Regions from separate parts of the Sus scrofa genome. Here region 2 is linked to region 1. Evidence: chromatin contacts called from public HiChIP or PLAC-seq data. All regions are on one chromosome and are shown on one strand. Each heading gives the region's core, a stretch centred on a gene start, on an enhancer-like site or on the middle of the called end of the contact. The rest is flanking DNA. Distances are from core to core; before and after follow the strand shown. Region 1 overlaps RFTN1 (raftlin). Region 2 holds the start of RFTN1 (raftlin).

Region 1 (6,881 bases), core at 1,903-4,402:
ATGTTTAAAAGTAAAATATTCTACTTTTTAGATATAATTTTTGGATCAAATTTGTGACATGGCAGAGTTGTGCTTTTTTTTTTTTTTTTTTTTTATGGTGGCACCTGTGACATATGGAAGTTCCCGGGCTAGGGATTGAATCAGAGCTGCAGCTGCCAGCCTCTGCCATGCCATTCCATGGCAACACCAGATCCAAGAGGCATCTGCAACCCATGCCACAACTTGCAGCAATGCCAGATCCTTAACCCACTGAGCAAGGCCAGGGGTCGAACCCTCATTCTCACAGACACTATGTCAGGTTCTTAACCAGCTGAAGCCGCAATAGGAACTCCTCATTTTGTGATTCTTAAGGAGCTTGGGGTAGCCAATTTACCATGCATTGTGCCTGTCTGAACAACTTTTGTGAAGGAGTGATGGAAGAACAACTCGGGTCCTATTCCCATGTCTGCCCTGGCTCCTGGTGATCCTGCTTGAGTCACCTCCCCTCTTACCTCCTGTTTATTCAGCACTTGACTCTGTGCCAAGTCACTACATAGGATCTGAATGTGATTATCGCACTAATCCTGTAAGGCAGGTACTATTACCGTCAACATTTTCCAGTAGCAGAGTGAGGTGCAGAGAGGCTACATAACGTGTGGAGGGAGACCCAGCTTTTATGTTGTGAGGCTGTAGTTTGAGCCTAGGCTGTCCTGACTTCTAAGCTCACAGTGGTAACTACTGTGCATATGATCCCTCCTTCTGCACAAAATAAGTTATGATGTGTGACTCAATTTTTCTTTTTAAAATGAGTTATGGTGGGATATGGCCATTATAGGCTTTGATTTATAGTAACACATTATTATTTGTCTTTGTGATTTATTTAAAAATATCATTTTGATCATAAATTCAGCCTTGGGTATAACTTGTTCCTTGAGAAAAGGTCATGCATATTAAAATGGTTTTCTTTAACGTGTGGTTTCTGAGAACAGACCTGCAAAGTGGGGGGTCACCTGTCTTTTTATATTGTAGGTGTAGCGTATGTGACACTTTTCAAAGCTCTTTTTCTTGCCTGACCCTGCTTCATCTTTGAACAACTCTGTCTCTTGGGTTGGACAGGTACTGAGTGTAGTTAGGAAGCTGCTTTAAAATTCTTGTATAACTTCCAAGTCACTGTGGGATCTGTTTTCACTGATTGTCTTTTTTCTTGAGAATGAACAACATTTTTTTTTATCATTGTTGGTCTGGATCATTTTGGATTGTTTCCTGGACATTGTGACTGTTTAGATTCTAAGCAGTTGTGGAGACTCTAAATTCTGTTATATTCCTCTGATAGAGTTGATTTTTCTGTTTGTTTGTATTAGCAGGCAGTTTACCTGATTGGACTCGAACTGTGAACTCTGTTTCTTGGGTGGTGGCTCAAGTCTCAGTTTTTTTTTTAGCCTTAATTAGGCTAGTCAGAGAGTACCTCATGTGTGGGTGGTCCAGGATTCAGCCAGAGACATGGACAGAGTTTATACTCAGAATTTGAGGCTTCCTTGCTCTGGCTCTCTCCTTTCTGTGATTCCCTCTTCATATTCCAGCAGCTGATTCCTGGATCCTGTCTTCTGTTTCTCCAAGCCAGGGAGACTCTGGGTTTCTGAATTTTAATTAGCCTTCTGGTACAGATGAGGACTTGACCCTGAGCTAAGCCATAAATAACAAGAACTTTCTTCTAAGTATAGACTTCCCTCCACTATCCGCCTGCCTTGGCTCACTCTCCAGTGTCCTGAGATAGGGGGTTTTGTTTTTGGGTTTCCTCCAGAGCTTATAAAGTTGCATCTTCAGGAAAGTTGATCTGATAGGAACCTCCTCAGCCTTATAAAAGTGGAGCTGGGAAAATAAATCCTAACACCCCCAATTTTAAAGATGGGCAAGTAAAGGCACTGAGGGATCCCATCTCTGAGCTTGTTAATGTGACTAAATACAATTTTTTGGGTCTGTAGCCTGGTCTTCTTCTTGTCCATCACTTCCCATCCACCTCCTACTTATGTGCCTTGGCTTGCAGTTGTCCAGGGGAAATTTTTCTACTTCAGTGCCATCGGAAATATACCTGAGGCCCTCCGACTGATTCTGATACGGGCAGGCACTGTGGCATGCAATGGATAGGGCATGTTTTCAGGTCTCTGATAGATCCTTATTTAAATTTCACTCTATTCCTTGCTAACCCGTGATCTTGAGCAAGTTATGTCACCTTTCTGAGCCCACAGCAATGTGGGGTCACTGTTAGGATGCAAAGAGCTGCTTCATCTGGAGGGCCTGGTACAGAGTAGACCGCCAGGAAATGCCTCTGTGTGGACAGAAAGTGTCCTTGGGGGTGTGTTTTCTGTAGTTTATCATCCATCTTCCTAAGGGGCTGGCCTTGGCTCTGCATCCAGGTGTTGTGGATATGGGAATAAGGAAGGAAAAGCTTCATGTTTGAGGTAAGCAAGCACCAGCCAGGCCCAAGGCCATCTTTCCTGGAAGTTTTGGGGGACCCCAGACCTGGTGTCAGCCCTGAGCTTCCCTCTGAGGACCCTGTTCCCCCACTCTCCCTGGAGTCAGGCTTCCATTCCTTGGTTCCTGGGCCAGCCAGGCTTGTGTTGAAGGCTCTGGACATACCTTTGCTGTGGCTCTCAGTGTTGGCTTATTTCCCTGTCCCTATGACCAGTATCCCACGTTTGTCCTGCCTAATACGTATAACAGTCTTGAAGCTGGCGGCTGCTGGCCTCCTGCTCTTGTGAAATGCGTAATGATCATGGTACAATCATGGAATACTTGATAATCGCAATAGCAACTGCCACCTCATAAGGCATTTACAGTGTGCCAGGCACTGATCAAGACCGTTCATGTGCATTAGCTTGCTTCATCCTTAGAACACTCAGGGAGCTACGACTATACCATGCTTATACCCATTTTATAGATGAGAAAACTGCTAGAGAGTAGCACAACTGGGATTGGAGCCAGGTGCCCAGCTCTAGAAGCTGTGCCCTTGGCCACTTCTCTAAATAGCTAGATGTTTTTTTTTTACATGTAGCTGGGTGAGTACCTGCGGGGTAGGGACACTGTTATTCTTTTACTTATTTGGACCGGGAATAGACCAGGAACTCAAAGATTGTGAGTGGCATGTTGCCAGAGGAAACTCCACCTTAGTGGCCTGCTGTTGGATGCGATTCAGGCTGGCCTCCTGCCAGGACAGAGGTGGCTGCATGCACAGGTCAGCCCCCGGAAGAAGAAGCTCATATACCCTTTTCTGGCTGCATCCGATGAGGTGGCATTTTCTGCCTCAGTCATAAAGATTTAATTGCTCCCCGGGGTACTGGGCACTGGGGTCTTTTTTAAGTCATCTTTGACGATTCATGAAAATGAGCTCCACCGGAATTGGCTTCAGCTTGTCGCAATTTCCTTACCATTTTTAATCCGAGATCTTATTTTAGCCCTATCTTTTTTCTGAATCAAGTTACATTTGTTTTTAAACTCCAAATGCTGGGTTGTGTGTGAAACAGTACTTCGGTCTTTTTCTCTATCTCATCACTCTCCTTGGGCTGACTTAGGCATTGGGCCTCTCATTGAAAGATAATAAAGATACAAAAACCATCTGAAATGTTTTTGTAGCTTCGAAGAGAAAACACCATCACAGGGGGTTGGGAGTTAGGGGCACATTCAACAGCCATGGGATCCAGACAGACAGCATCTGAAGGAGCCCTGCTTATCTATTTGCAAGAATTCTGGACAGAACTCAGCACATCAGAAGTTAACAGAGAGGATTTGGAAAATCCTGAAGATAAGTTGGCAATGAAGGAGATAAAAAGCTTGTTGCCTGAAAGGGGATGAAGTATGAGCCACATAAATTAAGCTGACAGAATTTCTAGAAAGTGTGCTGAGGCATCGCCCACTGGGGCGTAGAAATACCTCTCAGCCGGTTATCATTCCAGGGCTGGAGTCTCCGTATTGATGTTTTTGTGTAAGCACTTCCTGAACGCTCTGGTCTCTGAGTCTGGTGGGCTTGATTTATGAAGAAAATGTGGCCATCATGAATGGGAAAGGGGCTGAGGAATTAAGTTGGGAGGAGTAAAGGTGAGCCCCTCCCAGCCTCTTCCCCCAAAGTGTGATCTGCAGACCAGCGTTGCTGATACGTGGGAACGGAGGAGACTGAGGGGCAGGGCAGGGCATTTGACAGCCCCTTTCTGTGGTTCAGGTCCTGCTCTGTTAGCTGGGAACAGCTCTGGTCCTCCTGCCTAGAGCGAAGGTTGGTTTCTGAAGGGGGATGGGGTTTCATTTGAAAATCAGGAATGAGCTTGAGGTCAGGCTCAGAAAGCAAGGAGGGCATGGCTGATTCCCTAGAAACTGCCTTCTTGGCGGTGATTATCTGTGAGCAGAAAGGAAGGAGCCGGTGCGTTCTTTCCTGGGCTTTCTGAACCACCAGTGGGGAAATTAAGAGTCGATGATGTCAGAGGTCTCCTCAAATTTTGTGATTCAGTCATTTTGGTAGTAGTTTTACTCTCAGAAGTAAACGACTGTAGAGCTGTTTATAGATAGCGCATCTTTAAAATGGAGTAAAATACTGTAACTTTTTCATGACGAATTCTGAAGTAAGAGTGTGGTCTTGAGTCACTCGTTTGCTGGTTGGGATGGTGGGATGATGTGCTTTGAAGGGGTTCTTCATTTGAAGAATAGAACAGCTGAGGCAGACAGGCTGGAAGATGAGTTTGGGAAGAGACACAGGATTGTGGAGCCCTGTGTAGGCTGCACTTAGGGGCTGGAGCCTCAGAACTGGGCCTGGGGAAGCCATTGAGGAATTCAGAGCAGAGTGTCACAGAGTGCCAGGCTCCCCCATGGGAGTGTGAGCTAAATTCTGCTTTTGCCTTTCTGTCTCTGGAAAAACGCAAGTACTCGGAGAACCAACTTGGGGGCTCTCCAGGTGGCCTTGAGGGCCCTTCCCTTCTCCTGATTTTGCTTTTCTTACCTCGTAGAAGAGTTTGTGTTTATTTATAAGGACATGACCCTTTTACCTTGCTTTTCAGTCTTCAGCCATAATGCAGTTGTCCTGGGAAAATGAGGCTCCATAGATGGCAGGTTGCAGACAGGCTCGGTTTAGGCTTCTGCAGAAGATGTAGTGAAACAAACAAACAAAAAGGCTGGCAGCCCTGATAGGTAGGGGTGTGTGTGTGTGTGTGTGTGTGTGTGTGTGTGTGTGTGTAGTAATTTTGGTGATTTCATGATTCTGAAATTTTTAACATCCATTGTTGACATGAGATGCTAAATTGCACCACTCATTAGATTGTACAGTTTTATTAAAGAGAAACAAATTGTCATGTATTTGTATTAAGCTGAGGAGGGGAAAAGGAAGATAGCCTTTTTTTAAAGTCATTGTTAAGTTTGGAACCGTATCAGATTTTTTTCCTGTTTTGTTTAATCACATATTGTGTGTGTGTGTGTGTGTGTGTGTTCTTCTGAGTTGCCATCCTCTGGTGGGGACATTTTTCCCCCAGATCAGGAACTGCCTTGATGAAGGCTTTCGGCAATCAAATGGGTAAAAACTGAATACATGCGTCCAGATTCTTTTCATTGTTTTGCCTTACAGTGTTTATTTTCTGGACCAGAACAGTTAAAAAAAAAAAAAGAAAAGAAAAGCTCTGTGAAATGTCAAGACTTTCTTACCTCAGTAGCATCCTTGAATATTTGCCTTCTTTTATTTGTTTCAGCAGATTTCCAAGGTGACTGCTGAAATTCCCCGAATATTCCAAAGATAGAAGTGCCCGTCCTTGTGTTTGCTGGGACTCCTTTTTCCATATTAGGACTGCCTGTTTTAAAATCATCCCTCTCTCCTTGTTGTGTTAATCTTAAAAAATGATTATAATAAATCATTGTGATAGGAATCAAATTAGAAGAATGGGGAGACACCTGGACTAAAAACCAGGTGACCCTGGATGCAGTCTTTGCTCCAAAGTTGACTTTAAGTCACTAAACTGAGCCCCAGTTTCCCGGATCCATACCAAAGAGGCTGGCACCCTTTTTCTGGAAAGGGAAAGATATTAAATGTTTGGGGGCAATATGGTCTCCTTTACAGCAATTCAACTCTGTCCTTACCATGCAAAAGCAGCCTATGTAAATGAATAGGTGTGGTGGTGTTCCAATAAAAACGTACAAGAGGCTAGACATGGCCCCTGGGCCATAGTTGGCCAGCTCCTGGTCTCAAAGATGGTAGTGAATATTGCCTTATTTTTCCTTAAGGGTTTATATGGGGAAGATTAAATTGTAATGAGAGCACTTTGGAAAATATAAAGAAGGTATTTCTGCCTCTGGGTACGATTGAAGCAACTAATCATCCCAGAAACTAGAAAATCCCTATAAAATATATTAAAAAAAATCATTCTGTGTAAAGGCATCTGAGAGGCCTTGAAACAATGAGAACTCAACAGTGCTGTGATGTCAGGAAGGGAAACTATGAGGCACTGTGCTGATGTTCTCTAGCTCCTGTATCCCTGGGGGCATTTCTGGTTCTGAGTGCTGACACAAGACTGGAAATCCAGGCTTTGCTCAGATGGAGCACTGCTGCTCTGCAGAGAGAAGCCAACAGAGCTTTTGGTGGTCTCATGGGACCGTCCAGGAGAGATAAAACTGAGGACTTGAGGAGTTTCAGTGCACGGTTGTTCCCCTCAAGACAGTTACTAAATCCTGAAGCTGCATGGGATGGGAGGTTCAAAAGGCTAATCAGAAAGCCTCTGGAAAACAGAAGGGATGTTCCACAGTCTTGGTGCCGAGTTCAGGTTTGAGTCAGGACCTGCTTTGGGAGGTTGGGGGGAGTGAGGGCATAGTGAACACCTGAGATTCTCGGCTGAAAGCCAAGTCCCAGGAAGAGAGGTAAACCACTCCCTCCCTGGTTC
Region 2 (6,881 bases), core at 2,017-4,516, 49 kb before region 1:
TGGCTGAGGGGGTCACAGGGCGAGTTTGGACACCAGCATGAGGCTGTCTCCATTCTGGCCAAGGGCACCATGGATTTACCAGGGTGTGCCCATCACAGTGAACTCAGGCCAAGGGGCTCCTCTCAAACTGCTGGCTCTGGGGCTACCACGCCTCCTCATAGGAACAAGTGTCACCCTCCACGGGGCCAGCTTTCTGCAGTCAGTTAGTATGGGAATGGCCAGCCAAACTGTGATCTCACTGGGGCTGCAAACCTACTTAAAATGTAAACAGTGATGATAAAGATGAATAATTCCCGTGTCTCCAGGGTGCGTATGAGTTTACTTATCTCTCCCGTCAGCCCTGCAGTGTTGCTGTTTGGCCGCCCTGTAGAAGATCTGGTTTTCGTGATCCTGCAAATAAACAATTAGGTCAGTAGCTCTTCAGGTTCTGCAGCTTTTGATGGGTCTGTTTTCTGCCTAAGTTGTTACTGCTCCCTACAGAATAACAGAGACTGAGTTATTTTGAGCTAAAGCTGGGAGAGAGGGGCTGAGTGGGGTGAAATCAAGGGGTGGGGTGAGGAGGGGTGGGAAGGACGTGGGCAGAACAGACGGTTAGCCAGGATTCTCCCCTCCAAGCCTCAGCATAGCTGGGATGCACAATTGCCCTGGGCTGCTGGTGCCCATGGCCTTAATCATCTCCAGAGTGGGGTGATGCTGCTGAGGCCAAGAGAGAGAATTGCTCCAGCGGGGGGGGCTCCTTTAACCGAGCTTTTACAGGAATTATAGTCTGGCCACAGCTGGCTGCCTAGGCTGGCTTAACTCCTCTCCTTTCTGCGGGGGGTGTGAGGAGAACCAGCTTCCCCATTAACTTGAGGCCTGCGTTTTATCGACTGAGAACACTCGGGATCCTAGTTCTGGGGCCATCTGTGACCTGTCGTGCTGTAATAGCTTGGTTTTCCCCGTGTTCGGCCCCCTCCCCGAGTACTTAGTGTTAAATCATGGGGGGAGGAAGTGTGAACAGAGGAAAAACAGCACTATTACATGACCCCCGATGAGACTGCTGTGATAGAATTAAAAGCTGCCGCCCTAGGACATTCTAACAGATGACATTGTGAGGTTGCCAAGGTAACCAGGATATAGTTCCAGCATCTTTGGGGTTGATGCTGGGTAGGCAAGGTCAGTTAGAGGTGAGGTCCAGGTGCCCAGGGTGTATCCCCTGGCTGGCCGGTCCATGGCAGTCAAGTGGAAAAATGAAGGTTGACCTCTACAAAACACAAATGAACCCACCCTTGTCTCTTCATTGGCTATTCCAGGTGAAGGAGAATCAGAATACTCCAGATAGTGTGTAGGTTACACAGAGCCAGTAAAGATCTGGATAAGATTGATTCACCCATTCATTCCATATATGTCTACATATGTTTACTAAACACCTACTATGTACCAGGTAGGAGGCATCAGATTATCTAGAGGGAAAGGTTGGCAGGTCTAGAAAACTCTTAAAAAAAAAAAAAAAAAATGCAGATCCAAGCAGGAAAGAAAGACATTTATGACATTTACACACCGTTAGTACTCAGGAAAGTGTTGCGTGGAAAAAAATGAAAACAATCAGAATAACTTATTAACCCCAAGGACCTGGTGTTAAAAAAAAAAATGATGTGCAAAAATTGCATTGCTTAAAAGAAATCAACCTCCTCCCCCAAACACACCAAGTTATGCTGCATCCCTCCCCTGCTTCTCTTTATCTTCTTTTAAATACTCTGTGTTTACTTTTGAACTTCTGGGTAAAACCTTTAAATGTTATTTCCTTTCTCCCATGTAAGGATCAGAAAGAGTTCAGATGGGCCCTGCCTTGCAATGACTCAAGAACTTGGGCATATGAATAACAAACATTCCTTCTTTTGGCCTCCTAAGTGGGTGTTCAAAACCACCACTGGGCACCACTGGACACTTGTACAACTTATCCACATATAATATTGTCTGAATCTGAACTTGGTCTGTCATCTGATCTTGTTTTCTCCTAGATGGTAAAGCCAAGCAGGGGAGAGAGTGAGAGAGACTAGAGGGGCTGGTGGTGAGCGATACCAGCAGGCAGCGAAGTGGGAATGGAAAGGGGCAAAAACCAGAAACAAAATGGCAGTGGAGGAGGGGGAAGGCACACAGAATTGGGATGGCTACAGAGAAGGCAAACTAGGAAGAAAATATCTCAGAAGCTGTGGTTAGAGGAAGTCCTGAAAACGAAATAGTGCTTCTTTACCCCTGGGGAGTGTTATTAGTATCAGAATGACATCATTAAAGCACCGTTGGGGCCTCCATCCTGTGGGCTCCAATGCCTAAGGGCCCCTCTTTGCCCAACCAGAAAATGTAGATAATCAGATTATGTCCCCTGTCTTGTTTCAGTCTCCTTATAATAATATTAATAACAATAATAACAAGGATAAGAGCTACGTTATAGGGTGCTTTCCTAAACACTTTACACATAGAACCCATGAGAAAGTGCTATTTAAGAAAGGAAGAAACAGGCCCAGAGCAGTTAAGTCACTTGCCCAAGTCACACAAAGTAAATATGGATGGAGGCCAGCAGGCCCAACCAGATGATTTGGCTCTAGGGCTCCCGCTATTAACCCTTACACTGTAATTTTACTTTGTCTAAAAAGCTCCAAGAAGAAAGATTTCTATAATGGGCTCACTGCCTCACATCTTTGATTCACTAACGTGGGCCTGGCCTGGCGTTTTTATTTATTTAATTGCCTCCTCAGGCAGCCTCAAGTTGCAGGCTAAGACGGTTCCCCAGATCTTCTCAAAACTTCTGGGCACCTGAAGTAACTGGGCTAGGGTGTGGCACGGGGGACAGTGGCATGATCCCACTCCCTAAGCACAATCTCTTAAGAAATAACGCATATGCCTGGGGATGGGCCCACCTGTGGCATGAGGAGGAACGGTCCTCTCTTCTCTGTGGTCCTCCCAGCCCCCAAACGAGCACCTTCGGTGGCAGTCGCCCTCCAGTATCCAGCTCCAAATTTGAGGGTTCCCAGCCCCACGCGCGTTCTTGACGCACGCAACCTAGGTTAAAACGGGTTGGGACGGTGGGCGGGTGAACCTCTGACCTCTGCGAGGAGGGGCAACTAGGGTCGCCGGCAGCGGGGAGCGCACAGGTTGCGGGCTGCGTGGAGGCGACGGAGCGGCGAGTGGAGGGGGCGCGGGGCCCGCTCGTCGCTCCCGCGGCTGCTGTTAGGGGCCGCGCGGCTCCCCAGAAGATGCGGCGCAGCATATTTTGCACATGAGTTCAGAGGAAGAGGAAGTGTAGCCGGCGGACGCGCGGCGGCGACGGGGGCGCGTCGGGGCTGGAGCCGGAGCGCGCCGGGCTCAGGGCGCAGCGAGCGGGAGCGCGGCGGCCGCGGGCTCCGCGGAGGGACGGGCGCACAGATCGCAGGAGGGACAGACCCAAGAGCACGCCTCGCAGCCGGCCACGTTCCCACCCCCTGGCGCCCACGCCTTCTCCGCACCGCCTCCTCTATATGGCACAAACTTTCCTCCCGGGACGGAACACGCTGTCTTCGGGAGCCCGCGCCCGCGCCTTCTTCTCGCCTGGTCCAGAACGGTAGGTGGACGCCTGCCGAACTCGGGGTGGAGGAAGGACCCGGCGGACGGGGCGAGGGGGGAGCCGGTGGGCGCCTCCTTGGAGGTTGCCCGGGCTGGGCATGCTTCTCGGGCGTCGGGGCTGCCACCCCTGTTCCCCGCACCTTTGGCCGGGATTGGATGGGGTCGGGCCGGATCCGTGGGACGCGGCGGTATTGGGCCAACTTTTTTTGGGTGGGGGGGGGCGCGGAATCCTCCCTGGCGCGCTATGGAGAGAGGCACCCCAGAGCAGTCTGTTGAGGGCCGTGGGCTCCGCATGCTCGGGGCGCCGAGGAAGGAAGCCGAGGGGGCTACAGGTGGGTCTAGGACACTGCTGCACGAGGTCCTCGGCAAAGATCAGGCGGGAGCTGGCCGCGGAGTCCGGGTTGCTGAGGGCGCGAGGCCGGGGTGGGCTGGGGCGGGGCGGGGCGGAGACGGCTCCTGCTGCCGTTGTGCGTGCGCCCTGGGAGGTGCGTTTGTTCCCGGTTCCCCGGACAGGGGTGCTGGACCGGCGGGAGCAGACGTGCCGCGCGTTTAGAGGAAGCGCCAGGGCCACGGGAGGCTCAGAGACTTGGGGCGCAGGGTGTGTGTGGGTCCCAGCACTAAAAACGGGCATCTCTCCTTCTGTGAGAGGGTTTCTTCTCTCGTCCTCACCTATTTCCTAGGCTAAGGGAAGCCAGCGTGGACCTGGGTCAGGGAGGGGTGGTGGTGGCGTTTATTTCAGGAAGCCCCGTGATCAGGCATGCACACCCCCTTCCTGGGTCAGGGCTCATGCCCTTCACCTGGTGTGGCGCTGTCTTTGGCAATGAGAACGGCTTGGAGGCCAAGGTGCTGTACCCAGGCATGCTGCTGCCTCCCTGTTGCTTGCACTTGGCTGCCCAATGTGCTAGTGGGTGGTCCCCAGGGACGCTGGATGGTGTCAGCGAGTTTGTTAGGGGCTTTAAAAACAAACAAAAAGTATTAAAAAAAAAAAAAAAAAGTCTGGCACCAATCCCTATATTTGAGTGGCTGCCCTGTTTCCAGCAACAGTCCCTTGTTGTAATTGGTACAGCTGTTTTCAGATGCTGGGCGCAGTCAGGCGAGGCTTCTTCCAGCCCCTGCCATCGTGTGTCATCTCAGGATAAGTGAGGCCCTGCCAGGAAGGAAGGCAGGCGTAATGTGAGCAACCTTTAGGTCTGTGGGTAGGGCTTGCTCTGCACTCCACATGTCCCTGGTCTGGAATTCCCAATTTGTACCTCTGAACAGCTGAATTCCCTACCAAGTTCAAATGACCCCAGATGTCACCAGGCTCCACAGGGGGGTTTAGCGACAAGCTGTTTGGGGCTCTTTGGTGCGTGTGTTCTAACCTCAGTGAAATCACTTTAACCTCAGAGGGAGCTCTGCATCCTCTTTTGCCTTCAGTGGGGTTTCTGGCCTGAGAGCTGGGACGTCATCCTCTGGCTGCGTTTGTATAACAAGTTGCTGGGTTGGTTTTTCTTTGTTTGTCTTTTGGCTACATGGATGTGGTGCACATGGAAGTGGGCTCTTGTGCAGTAGCTGATAGATTTGGTGCAGGAACTGAAAGAGAATAAATTGGGAATACAAGTCAGTGAGTTCTTTTTCTCCCTCTTGAGCAGGAATTTTTGGCTTGCATTCAAATCATTGCTTTGTCTATAGGGAAACAGGCAGAAAATCTTTGGCATGAGTGATGTAAGTTCCTGTAAAGCTACTTGTATTCTTCCAGTCTTAACTTTTTAACAGAATTGAAATTATGTGGGCTCATGACTTGGTAGTCATGAATGTCTTGCTAAATTTCTAAGGAGGTGGGCTAGGGAGTGGGCGCTGTGACTCTTTCCCCCACCCATCTTGTTTTAAAAAATATAGATAAAGTTGCAAGAACAATGACCACCCAAATACCAGTATCTAGCTAATTTTACAATATTGGCTTTATTATACATCTGTTCATTTATTTGTTCCTCTCTCCATCAGTGCAACTCATTGTTTTATGCATTTGAAATGAAATTACAGACATCAGTACAGGTCTCTTCTAAACACGTGGCACAGTGGAAACAGATCCCACTAGGAACCATGGGGTTGCGGGTTCCATCCCTAGCCTCTCTCAGTGGGTTTAGGATCCGGCATTGCCGTGAACTGTGGTGTGGGTTACAGACAAGGCTCGGATTTGGCGTTGCTGTGGCTCTGGTGTAGGCCGGTGGCTATAGCTCCAATTAGACCCCTAGCCTGGGAACCTCCATATGCCACAGGTGCAGCCCTAAAAGGACAAAAATAAAAAAATAAACATCCCAATGCACATAATTTATAATTCAATATATGTTCATAATTTTCCTAAGGTGAAATTTATACATATGGTGAATTTATACACACATATCTATATACAGATATTGAAAGGCACAAACCTTGAGAGTAACATTTGCATAATGTTTTGACAGATATGTACACCTGTGTAACCTTAGTCTCTATCAAGATGAAGAATGTTGGAAGTTCCCATCATGGCTCAGTGGTAACAAGCCCAACTAATATCCGTGAGGATGCGGTTGGATCTCTGGCCTTGCTCAGTGGGTTAAGGATCCAGCATTGCCGTGGCTGTGGCGTAGGCCGGCAGCTGCAGCTCCGATTCAACCTCTAGCCTGGGCTGAATATATGCCAACCACATGTCATGGGTTCGGCCCTAAAAAGCAAAAACAAAAAAAACAAAAAAAAAGATGGAGAATGTTGCCTGTCACTCCCAGAAAGTCCTTTGTTTCTCACTCAAAGTTAGTTTGGCCTGTTCTTTTTTTTTTTTTTTTTTTTTTTTTTTTGTCTTTTTGCTATTTCTTGGGCCGCTCCCACGGCATATGGAGGTTCCCAGGCTAGGGGTCTGATCGGAGCTGTAGCCACCCGCCTACACCAGAGCCACAGCATCGCGGGATCCGAGCCGCGTCTGCGACCTACACCACAGCTCACGGCAACTCCGGATCGTTAACCCACTGAGCAAGGGCAGGGACCAAACCCGCAACCTCATGGTTCCTAGTCAGATTCGTTAACCACTGCGCCACGACGGGAACTCCTGGCCTGTTCTTAAACTTCATGTAAGTGGAATTCTACAGTATTATGTAAAGCTGCTTTCACTCGGTATGTTTTTGAGATTCATCCATGTTTTATGTACCAATTCAGTCTTTTTTTTATTACTGAGTTTATATTCCAAGATCTGTTTATACCACAGTTTGTTGATGTATTCCCCTGTTATAACACATGAGTTATTCCCAGGTTTCAGGGGTATTGTGAATGAAGCTACCATGAATATTTGT

Evidence for each region. HiChIP or PLAC-seq counts read pairs in DNA pulled down with a chosen protein or histone mark.
Region 2: a contact with region 1 is called in an H3K27ac HiChIP or PLAC-seq map of skeletal muscle. The contact joins the promoter of RFTN1 here to the enhancer-like site in region 1. A contact is called at or near these places in 4 of 47 Hi-C or Micro-C datasets (embryonic fibroblasts, fetal heart ventricle, heart right ventricle and 1 more) and 2 of 2 datasets of contacts at active chromatin or transcription factors (alveolar macrophages and skeletal muscle).

Annotation. Positions count from the first base shown.
Region 1 is chr13:3,622,057-3,628,937 of Sscrofa11.1, reverse strand. The region is part of intron 2 of RFTN1 (raftlin); the gene reads left to right. Among named protein-coding and RNA genes, the nearest start is that of RFTN1, 50 kb to the left of the region's middle. Within about 2 kb of position 3,152, at least 4 of the 83 cell types and tissues checked have an H3K27ac peak or open chromatin away from gene starts, as enhancers often do. A contact at or near this core is called in skeletal muscle, where this site is marked.
Region 2 is chr13:3,671,457-3,678,337 of Sscrofa11.1, reverse strand. It overlaps RFTN1 (raftlin), which reads left to right and starts at 3,266. Exons shown (of 10, transcript XM_021071357.1): 1 at 3,266-3,577.